2 separate regions of the Macaca mulatta genome follow, and region 2 is linked to region 1. A link is a contact called in public Hi-C data. All regions are on one chromosome and are shown on one strand. The core of a region is the stretch at or near the end of the contact, and the rest is flanking DNA. Distances in the headings are between cores, read along the strand shown. Region 1 overlaps PRKCA (protein kinase C alpha). Region 2 holds the start of PSMD12 (proteasome 26S subunit, non-ATPase 12).

Region 1 (4,974 bases), core at 1,329-3,828:
GCCCGGAGAATAGCCCAGAACAGTGCAGCTGCTGCTAGCCTTGGAAGCAGGTGTCCCATTGAGCTATAATGAGGCCCCTCGGTTTTAAAAACTGGTGTGGATTAAAAAGGCTCAGTCAGGGTAGGATGAAATCAATGATTATGGAAATATTGTGCTAAATTTAATGACAGTCAGCCGTGCTTTCCAATTGCTTGCTCCTGTCAGGGACATTTTATAAAAATGTTCCGTTGAGTAGTTGAGCAGTATTATCCAGCATTTCAGGGATAGGATGTTTTGTTTTGTTTTGTTTTGTTTTCTCTGTGAGGATGCCCAGTCATCCTGTTTTCCTTTTCTGCAGCAGCTGCACAGCCATGGAGGGAAGGCTCTGGAACCTTCTTCCTCGGGGAACTGGGCTTTATTGCCAGTTATAGCTTGGGTGTGTTTTTTGTTACTGGTTTTTATTGACTTCAGGAGCTGCTGTTCTGTGCTCGCTTAGCTCCAATTGGATTTTCCCAGAAGTGGCTTTGTCATTGAACCCTGCCCTCGTGTGACTGTCATTACTTCTCACTATTTTCCAGGTCGTTCTTTGTTTCTAAGACAAACACAGTGGCTCCCTTGGACTACTCCAGGGTCCCCTGCAGCCCTCACTGCCTCCTCTCCCCCCAGGCCCTGTCTTGGATCTGTGGCTTGCAGAATCTGCACCCAGTCAAGGGTTTGGAAAGATTCGGGAGACACAGAAAGGCCTACAACTGTTTGGATCTTTGTTTTCTAGAAATAGAGCACCCAGAGATCCTAAAACCCACTTTTGGCATCTATAGTTCCATTGGCATTCTATAGTTCCGTTGGCATTTTGCAAAGTCCCGGCACTTACATTAGTGATTCAGGTCATCTACTATAAAGGGTACAGTTTTTTGCATCTGCGTAGATACAATTTTGTGTCTTGTTTGTGCCGTCTTGCCCTATTTATTGGGACTTTACCTCTCTCTGTATGGCAGACTAGTGAACCTTAGGTGGATTTCTGCTAAAAGATCCCAAAGTGCAGTTGCTTCCGAAACTGAATACCACAAGAGGGCAGTAAAGATTTGCAAATGAAAGATTCCATGATGCCTGCACACAACAAATAGCAATGAACTTTTCCCTGGATGTCTTTACATTTTAGTGGACATAAAGATGAGATCAGCACCTTGTGCTCCCAATTGCTCCTTGGCTTTAGAGGGTCTTCAGTGTGCTGCAAAGAAGTCAAGGGTTTTAGGCCGGGCGCGGTGGCTCAAGCCTGTAATCCCAGCACTTTGGGAGGCCGAGACGGGTGGATCACGAGGTCAGGAGATCGAGACCATCCTGGCTAACACGGTGAAAACCCGTCTCTACTAAAAAATACAAAAAACTAGCCGGGTGAGTTGGTGGGCGCCTGTAATCCCAGCTACTCGGGAGGCTGAGGCAGGAGAATGGCGGGAACCCGGGAGGCGGAGCTTGCAGTGAGCTGAGATCGGGCCACTGCACTCCAGCCCGGGCGACAGAGTGAGACTCCGTCTCAAAAAAAAAAAAAAAAAGTCAAGGGTTTCCCCAGAGCCGGATGGCTCCTTCAGTCTACTCTTGCTTGCACAGGGCCCTAGCCCATTTTCTATCTTCCCGGCTTTTTTTTTTTTTTTTTTTTTTTTGAGACAGAGTCTTGCTCTGTCACCCAGGCTGGAGTGCAGTGGCTCAATCTCGGCTCACTGCAAGCTCCGCCTCCCGGGTTCAGGCCATTCTCTTGCCTCAACCTCCTGAGTAGCTGGGACTACAGGCACCTGCCACCACACCCGGCTAATTTTTTGTATTTTAAGTAGAGACAGGGTTTCACCGTGTTAGCCAGGATAGTCTCGATCTCCTGACCTCGTGATCCACCCGCCTCGGCCTCCCAAAGTGCTGGGATTACAGGCGTGAGCCACTGCACCCAGCCTCTTCCTGGCTTTTTTTAGCACCAGAGAAATCCCCAGTTCGAGGCCATGTTGCTGACAGTCTGAGAAACTATTTACTTTGATGATGTTTCTGAGTTCATGTGATTCTTGACCCTGCCACAGCCAACCCATAAAGCCAGCATGGTGTTAATTCCCAAGGGGAACATTCGTAGCAGGAAAAGGAATAGGTTTCCAAAAATTATTAAGCGCTCAAAGGTCTTGAACAATGCTATGTCATGGCTGCATCAGTGTGCACTGGGCCTTCCTCTAAGCTGGGCATCAGATGCAAGTGTGCCATTAGCTCCCTGGTGGGAGAAAAACATTTTTGCACATGGAAAAACTTAAGGTCGTTGGTGGGGAATCCTCATGTAAGCCTGGAGATTTAACGGTTGGGGAGAACGTGGTACAAGGGCAAACCGCCTTTCCAGGAGGTGTTCAGCAGGTGAGACAAGGGGTGCGCCATCGAGATTAGCCATCCTAACAGATGTGTCAATTATCAACAGACAAATCTGGGAAACAGGGAAAAAAATTGGTTGGCTGTAAAGAAAATCACACCCCGGGATACTAGAGGTGAATATTATGTGGTATGAAAAGAACCAAGCACTTTGCAGTTTCCACATCTGGCAAAGTGCCAACACATCAGGGTCCCACATTTCTCCTTGGAGTATGGCTCGGTTGCCATGACAACAGAGGCCCTCTCGCTGCCTGTGAATTTATTTTAACCGTGGCAACAGCTAAAGTGGGTGTGTCTGTGAAAATATTTCTCGTTAAGAAAATGATTGAATGTGTTGCCCTTAAATTTTGCTCTGCTGAATACATACTTCATTCACCACCATTGTTTGTCTGCAAAATTTCCTTTTCCTGTGCTGCCCGGCATAGCAAGCATTGTGGAAGAGCCTGAATAGTGATTTAATTCTAGTGCTCTTGAGATTCTTAATTGTCACTGTTCTGATAGATTAAGGAGATACAGACATCGTATTGAAATCTTAACTGCAAATGAGGATGAATGATTTGAGAACCTGCACAATACACAGCAAGGGTCATCAAACTGCAGTCCACAGCCCAGACCCCAGCTGCTGCCTGTTCTCACCATTAAGGCTTTATTGGAACACAGCTTCCCTCCTTTACTCACTTTTGTAGCTTTCAAGCTATAATGGCAGAATTTGAGAGTTACGACAAAGACAGCATTTGGCACACAAAGCCACAAATATTTACTACCTGGACCTTTACAGAAAAAGTTTGCTTACCCTCGATGTAGGAGGAAGAGCGCTAGATTCAAAGACCAGAGTTCTGGATTCAGAGCTCAGGATGGAAAACTGATTTAGACATATCACAGTGCCTCCTGGGCTCATTCTCCTCATCTGTAACATGGGCAGCCTTGATGAGACTATCCCCAAGTTTCTTTTGAATTCTAAAAGCTCTATCATCCTCCTGCCGTTAGTCAATGATTACAGCCCAGATGGGGCAACCCTTAGCACAGGGAAATATACAGCATGATCCAGCATCCAGTTTCAGGGCCTCTGTAGGGAACAGCAGCATCCTTCTCTTCCTCCCCTAGCACTGCCACGAAGCGACTGTAGTGAAGTTAGCTCCTAGACCTCAGCATCTTCATCTGCATCCTAGGCAGGTCAGACTCCCCAGGGACCCTTCTCCCCAGAACCAGACCCTCAGACCCGTCTGGTTCTGAGGCCCTTGCTGCAGTTGCCAGCAGGAGAAGGAATGATGCACGTCTGTGATTTGCCGGTCACCTGTGATTCTCGCCTCTGGGAGAAAACTCCAAGTGGCAGGTGTTGACCCAGTTGTGTGGGAGGAATCACCTAGGCCCTTATTTCCAGGTTACACTTACAGATCAGATTGTGCAAGCAGAAAAATGCCGTCAGAAGGAAGTGGGGTGGCTTGGGGGACTGACTAAGGATCACTGTTAAGCTCCCCTTCTTAGTCCACTCGGGCTGCTGTAGCAAAATACCATAAACTGTGTGGCTTACAAACTGCATATGTTTATGTCTCTTAGTTCTGAATGCTGGGAAGTCTAAGATCAAGGCAGGTGAGGTGTCTGGTGAAGGCTCACTTTCTGATTCACAGATGGCATCTTCTGGCTTTGCCCACATATGGTAGAAGGGATGAGGAGCCTCTCAGGCCTCTTTTTATTAAAGTTTTTTTTGTTTAGAGACAGGATGTCATTCTGATAGGAGTGCAGTGGCACAATCAGTGTTCACTGCAGCCTCGAATTCCTGGGCTCAAGCAATCCTCCCGCTTCAGCCTCCTGAGTAGCTAGGACTACAGGTGCACACCACCGTGCCTGGCTAATTTTTTAAATTATTTTTTGTAGAGATGGGGTCTCACTATGTTGACGAGGCTGTTCTCAAACTCCTGGCCTCAAGCTATCTTTCTGCCTCAGCCTTTCAAAAGTGCTGGGATTAGAGGCATGAGCCTGGGGTCACACCCACTCTCTGAGGCCTCTTTTATAAGGGCCCTAATCCCATTTATGAGGGATCCACCCTTATGACCTAGTCACCTTCCAAAGACCTTGCTTCCTGATACCATCACTTGGGGCTAAGGATTTCAACATGTGAATTTGAGGGACACACATTCAAACCATAGCACCTTCCAAGACCACTTTCTATATTGTGGAAGGAAAGATGTGTTTTTGTTTTGACATCTGGACATAAAACACATATACACAGCCAGATCTGAGAAAGAAGTACAGTTAGAAATTCCAACCATGAATTTAGACACACAACGCAAAAGAAACCAAGAGCCTGCCTTCAGGAATTAGGCTGCCTTAACTCTGGGCTTCTTCCTCTTCTCTTCGACTTTTCATGGTGAGATTAAAATGCCTGTCCTTGTGCAGTTGGGCACAAGGGAACTTGTTTGTGACCTCCCCAAAAAGGACACAAACAAGTAATTTTCATTTATTCTGAAATTGCTGGGGATCCCCCGCCAATTTCACATTCAGGAATCTATCCTGGGGACTTCAAGGATGCACACAGATTTGGACCACAAAACTGTTCATCTGCATGTTATTGAAAACAGAACTGGGAACAACCTAGGTGTCTAA
Region 2 (4,974 bases), core at 1,181-3,680, 650 kb after region 1:
AAAACAAAAAAAATATACCCTCCCACAACATATACCTTGTTTTATTCAGCTGGCACATTGGCTTAAAAAAAAAAATCAAAATTCAAATGTACCTATCTTAACAGGTCCCAACATTCTTTTTTTAAAACACTTCTGTTACCCACTGGACACCTAAAAAAGCATCTGGTATTGGAGTTTGCAAGTTTTTCAACAGTCTGGAACATGACAACAATTATTTAGGAATAAATGCTACATAAGATCACCAGAACAATTGTAGCAGTGAAGCCTTTTTTCTTACTGATCTCTAAGCTATTTGAGGGCAAGAGCCTTGTCTGATAATCTCTGTACTTCTCATAGTATCTAACATTGACTAGGTCTTGCACACAGTAGACTGGTATTAACAGAAATTCATAAAAGATCTGGTTGTGCTTTTCTAAAGCAAATGACTTGTTTCTTCTTTATGGACACTATCATTCTATTAATTCCAAAGTGGAGGTTCAGAGGCTGACTTTGGCCTGCATATTTTGTTCTAGTTACATTGTATTGGCTCAAACAGTATTTTAAGATGACAGATTATTATCCAATTTCTAAATATTAAGGTATTTCACAGAGAAATCCATCTTCCTGGTTTCTCCCTCAAATTAGCAGCATCGACAAGGCTCGGCCTTCATCCCCAGTTGGCAAATATTATCTGAAGGTGAAGATCTGCTGCCTCCTTTTCCTGGGCAGGTGCTCGGAAGTTCAGGTTTTTGGCCAGCCGCAGTAGCTCACACGTGTAATCCCAGCACTTTGGGAGGCCGAGGTGGGTGGATCACTTTAGGTCAGGAGTTCGCGACCAGCCTGGTCAACATAGTGAAACCCCGTGTCTACTAAAAATACAAAAATTAGCCGGGCGTGGTGGCACTTGTAGTCCCAGCTACTCGGGAGGCTGAGGCAGGAGAATCGCTCGAACCCGGGAGGCGGGGGTTGCAGTCAGCCGAGATCGCGCCGCTGCACTCCAGCCTGGGTGACAAGAGTGAAACTCCGTCTCAAAAAAAAAAAAAAAAAAAAGAAAAAAAGTTCAGGTTTTCATTACAATAGGCTTCTAGGCAGGGCAGCATGGTGTGTGACGGCACCAGCTCCGAACCTAGAATCGGTCTGCCTGGGTTTGCTTCTTGGCTTCACCACTTTACTAGCCGTATGATCTTGGCGCCTGTGATTCAACTTTTTCTAACCCAAGTTTTCTTACCTGTAAAATAAGGATTATAGCAATAGCCATTGCATAGGGCTGAGGTGAGGATCAAATGGCTTAGTGTATGTAAGCACGGAGCCTGACACTGCAGAAACTACACAACAAATATCAGCTATTGTTATCTGTGTGACATTGGAGGCGGCTGAGTTTCCCACCCTTATGTAACTGATGTTTGTTGATGCTAGCTGCTAGAAAGCTCTTAATGAATTTATGGCTCCCCCTCAGCAAGCATACTGAACCTAAGATATACATACGTACCAACTTTATCACCTTTCTCCATCCTTGTTTTTTGGAAAGCCCGTTGAACTCTTATAGTACCTACTCGTCTTTACTTTTGTAGTTCCGTCTCCAGTAATGACTCCACTCCACCCAATCTTACTAATTCTTCAAGACCCAATACAAACGTCAGCCTTCCTGTAAAACCTTCCCTTATGGCACCATTAAGAATGCATAGCTTCCTTCTCGGTGTTCCAGTAACACTCTCCCCTTGTATGGCCCTCACCACCATGCATGACTTGACTAATTCATTACGTACATCAACTCCTAAAGAACAGGGTACTGTTAGTCATCTGTGTACTATCACTTTCCTACCCCTTCTCCTGGCCAAAGACCAGGCACATAAGCCCATGATCCATAAACGATTTAACGACATAAATGGATTGGGCAACAGCAACAGAACGAAACTCTCTGATCCAGCCTGAATACTGAAGCAGCCTCACCCCCTGGGAAACCACTAAGATAAACGTTACTTAAGCAGCATCCAAGAAAGGGCAAAAAGTAAAACGGAGCCCTAAGTCCCACGGAAGGAAGTGATCATCTGTTTTGGGGAGGGTCTGGGAAGCTATAGGCACTGGCGTACTCCGCAGCCCTGGCCGGGCCGACCTGGGGTCTCCCACTCGTGCAGGCCCAACCAGGGCTGGGCAGGCAATGGGGGGATGCACGCTTCAGCCCGTAGGCCCCCTGAGGCCTAAGCAGGCTCCGCGCCGTGACTCAGCCCTTGGCGCCCGCCAACAGCCAGCCGGCCTCTCCTCACCTTGGCTAGCTTCGCACACTCGGGTAGGCGCTGATCCACCGTGGCGCTGTAGTCCACCTCCATCTTGACGATGCGCCCGTCAGCCCGCTCCGAGCCGCCGTCCGCCATGGTCCCCGCCTGAGCGTCCCTTGCTGTACCCCCGCTTCGGCCACCACTAGTCACCCACACCGGAAGCCGCCCGCGCACCCGCTCAGGCAGTGCTTCGGGAGCCCACGCGAAGGACCCCTCGAGGTCCCCGGCGCTGGTCGCCACTCAGGCATTGCCGCGGACAGCCCTGGGGGTGGGGCTTGAGGCACGCGGGGCGGTACTCGCCGCTCCATCCCGCAGCGTCAGGTTTTGTCTCTGGGAACATCAGACTTTTTATCTAAAATTTGCAATGAGAAAACCGAGTGTAGTAGAACAGACCATCTCATATATCCCTACACCCCTGCTTCGAAATATAATTTCTCAGGACCATGGCCAGTCGCTTAACTTTTCTTGGATCTCGGTTTTCTCATCTCTACGTTAGGAGGCTAAAGTAAACCTTAAAGTAGAAAGTTCTAAGGTTTTATCTAGTTGAGAATCTTGGTGGCTTAATCTGTGGGATCTCTGAAAGCTCCTAAGAGAAGATATGGAAGCAGCTCAGTCATTTAATAAGCAAAGTGGTTTCTTTGTTTGTTTGTTTTCGTTTTTACTATAATCCACTAAGTTGGTAAAAAGAAAAGTTAGAAAGATTTAATTGTGGGTTTTGTTTGTTTGTTTGTTTGTTTGTTTCTTGAGACAGAGCCTCGCTCTGTGGCCCAGGCTAGAGTGCAGTGGCTTGATCTCGGCTCACTGCAAGCTCCGCCTCCCAGGTTCCCGCCATTCTCCTGCCTCAGCCTCCTGAGTAGCTGGGACTACAGGCGCCCGCCACCACGCCAGGATGGTCTCGATCTCCTGACCTCGTGCTCCGCCTGCCTCGGCCTCCCAAAGTGCTGGGATTACAGGCGTGAGCCACCGCGCCCGACCAGAAATCGACTATAGGACTTTCGTGAGCATCAAACGAGATGACATGTGAGACAATTTCAATTCTTAAGGGCCTTACACGTTTTATGTGTTATCATTCATACCATGCTGGTCCCTATAAAACAGCTTAAGATCTTAAAAAAGCTTAGGATCCTTGAAAATGGGAATGAGGTTGTGTTTGGTGTGGGCATATGGTCAACAGCAGCCTGGAAAGCAAACAGGAAAACGGGAAATCTTGGAGTGGTTTATCTATTATGTTAGTGGTTCTCAATTTCATTAGTGCCGACATCACTTTATGGATGCTGAATAGATCTCTTTGTTTTAACTGCAATGAAAATCAGGGAAAATATAAACCATTTACAAGAAAAATAAGACACTAGCTCAGCTATAATCTGTAATGTAGAGGAGAAACAAATTTTACCTTTTTCTATTTTTGTAGAGACAGCAACTATACTACGTAGCCCAGGCTGGTCTCAAACACCTGGCCTCAAGCAGTCCTCTCACCTTGGCCTCCTAAAGTGCTGAGATTACAGGTGTGAGCCACTGTGCCCAACCAAGAAACAAATTTTATAATAGCAAAATAATATATATTTCAAAAGATAACGGCTAAAACATGTCTACAGTGGAAAACACAAGGAAGTAGTTATTTGCTTGCACCCATAAACCGTAACTATAAATGTAAAAGCTGCAACTGCAACAGGTGTGTTCTCTTGGTTCCTGAAGCATGGTAAGGGCTTATTGTTGATGACATTTTCCAAAATGGTGAGCAACAAGCCACTTGGTAAAACTTTTTTTTTTTAATTTTAATTTTATAGTCCATCAGCTGGGTCTTACAGCTCATGCCTATAATCCCAGCATTTCGGGATGCTGAGGTGGGTGGATCACTTGAGGCCAGTAGTTCAAGACCAGCCTGACCAACATGGCGAAACCCTGTCTCCGCTAAAAATGCAAAAATTAGGCAGTCGTCATGGCATGCGCCTGTAATCCCAGCTACTCAGGAGGCTGAGGCAGGAGAATTGCTTGAACCCGGGAGGTGGAGGTTGCAGTGAGCCAAGATTGCGCCACTGCACTTCAGCCTGGGCGACAGACGAGACCCTGTCTCAAAATAAATAAACAAACAAGCAACCAACCAACCAAACAAACAAACTTTGTAATCCATGACCCGCTGAAATAAAGTTCTGACTATATCAACATATAATCTTCCATTGTTTTCCTCATAGAAGAATTCTTAGAAATTTTAGTTGATATTAAAAGTGAAAGGAAAGTAGCTTGTCATATGTAAAACTGACTTAGAGTCTAGGCCTCAGACACAGAAGAAAGTGTCTGGTAGGTCATTCAAAAGTCTGATGGAATGTGAGACAATATTGTATTGTGTGGGCTTGTTGCATAGTAGGCTGTGTAGCATTGCAATCACATGCTGGTGTCTCCCTCTTCCCTCCGTGATTGTGACAACTCAAATTCCCCTACAGGCTTCTAAAACACACTCTAGAGGCTGGTATTGTTGAGACACACTAGGCTAAGATGGCTTTTCACTATATATTCCTTGTGACATTGGTTTGATGAGAGTAGACAATAGAATCTGGAAGCGTAAATTTATTTTTTATTTAAAAAAAAATCTTTTTTGAGACATAGTCTTGTTCTGTTGCCCAAGCTGGAGTGCAGTGACGAGACCAGGGCTCACTGCAGCCCTGACCGCCTAAGCTCAAGTGATTCTTCTGCCTCAGCCTCCCAAGTAGCTGAGACTACT

Evidence for each region. Hi-C and Micro-C count contacts between places; a contact is called where the count stands out from the background.
Region 2: a contact with region 1 is called in a Hi-C map of fetal cortex germinal zone, with 2.9 times the contacts expected there. The contact joins the promoter of PSMD12 here to the enhancer-like site in region 1. A contact is called at or near these places in 2 of 14 Hi-C or Micro-C datasets (fetal cortex germinal zone and fetal cortical plate).

What each region holds. Positions count from the first base shown.
Region 1 is chr16:76,467,998-76,472,971 of T2T-MMU8v2.0, forward strand. The region is part of intron 8 of PRKCA (protein kinase C alpha); the gene reads left to right. Among named protein-coding and RNA genes, the nearest start is that of CACNG5, 160 kb to the right of the region's middle. Within about 2 kb of position 2,579, at least 7 of the 40 cell types and tissues checked have an H3K27ac peak or open chromatin away from gene starts, as enhancers often do. A contact at or near this core is called in fetal cortex germinal zone and fetal cortical plate, where this site is marked.
Region 2 is chr16:77,113,618-77,118,591 of T2T-MMU8v2.0, forward strand. It overlaps PSMD12 (proteasome 26S subunit, non-ATPase 12), which reads right to left and starts at 2,431. Exons shown (of 11, transcript NM_001265853.2): 1 at 2,244-2,431. The coding sequence starts at 2,351.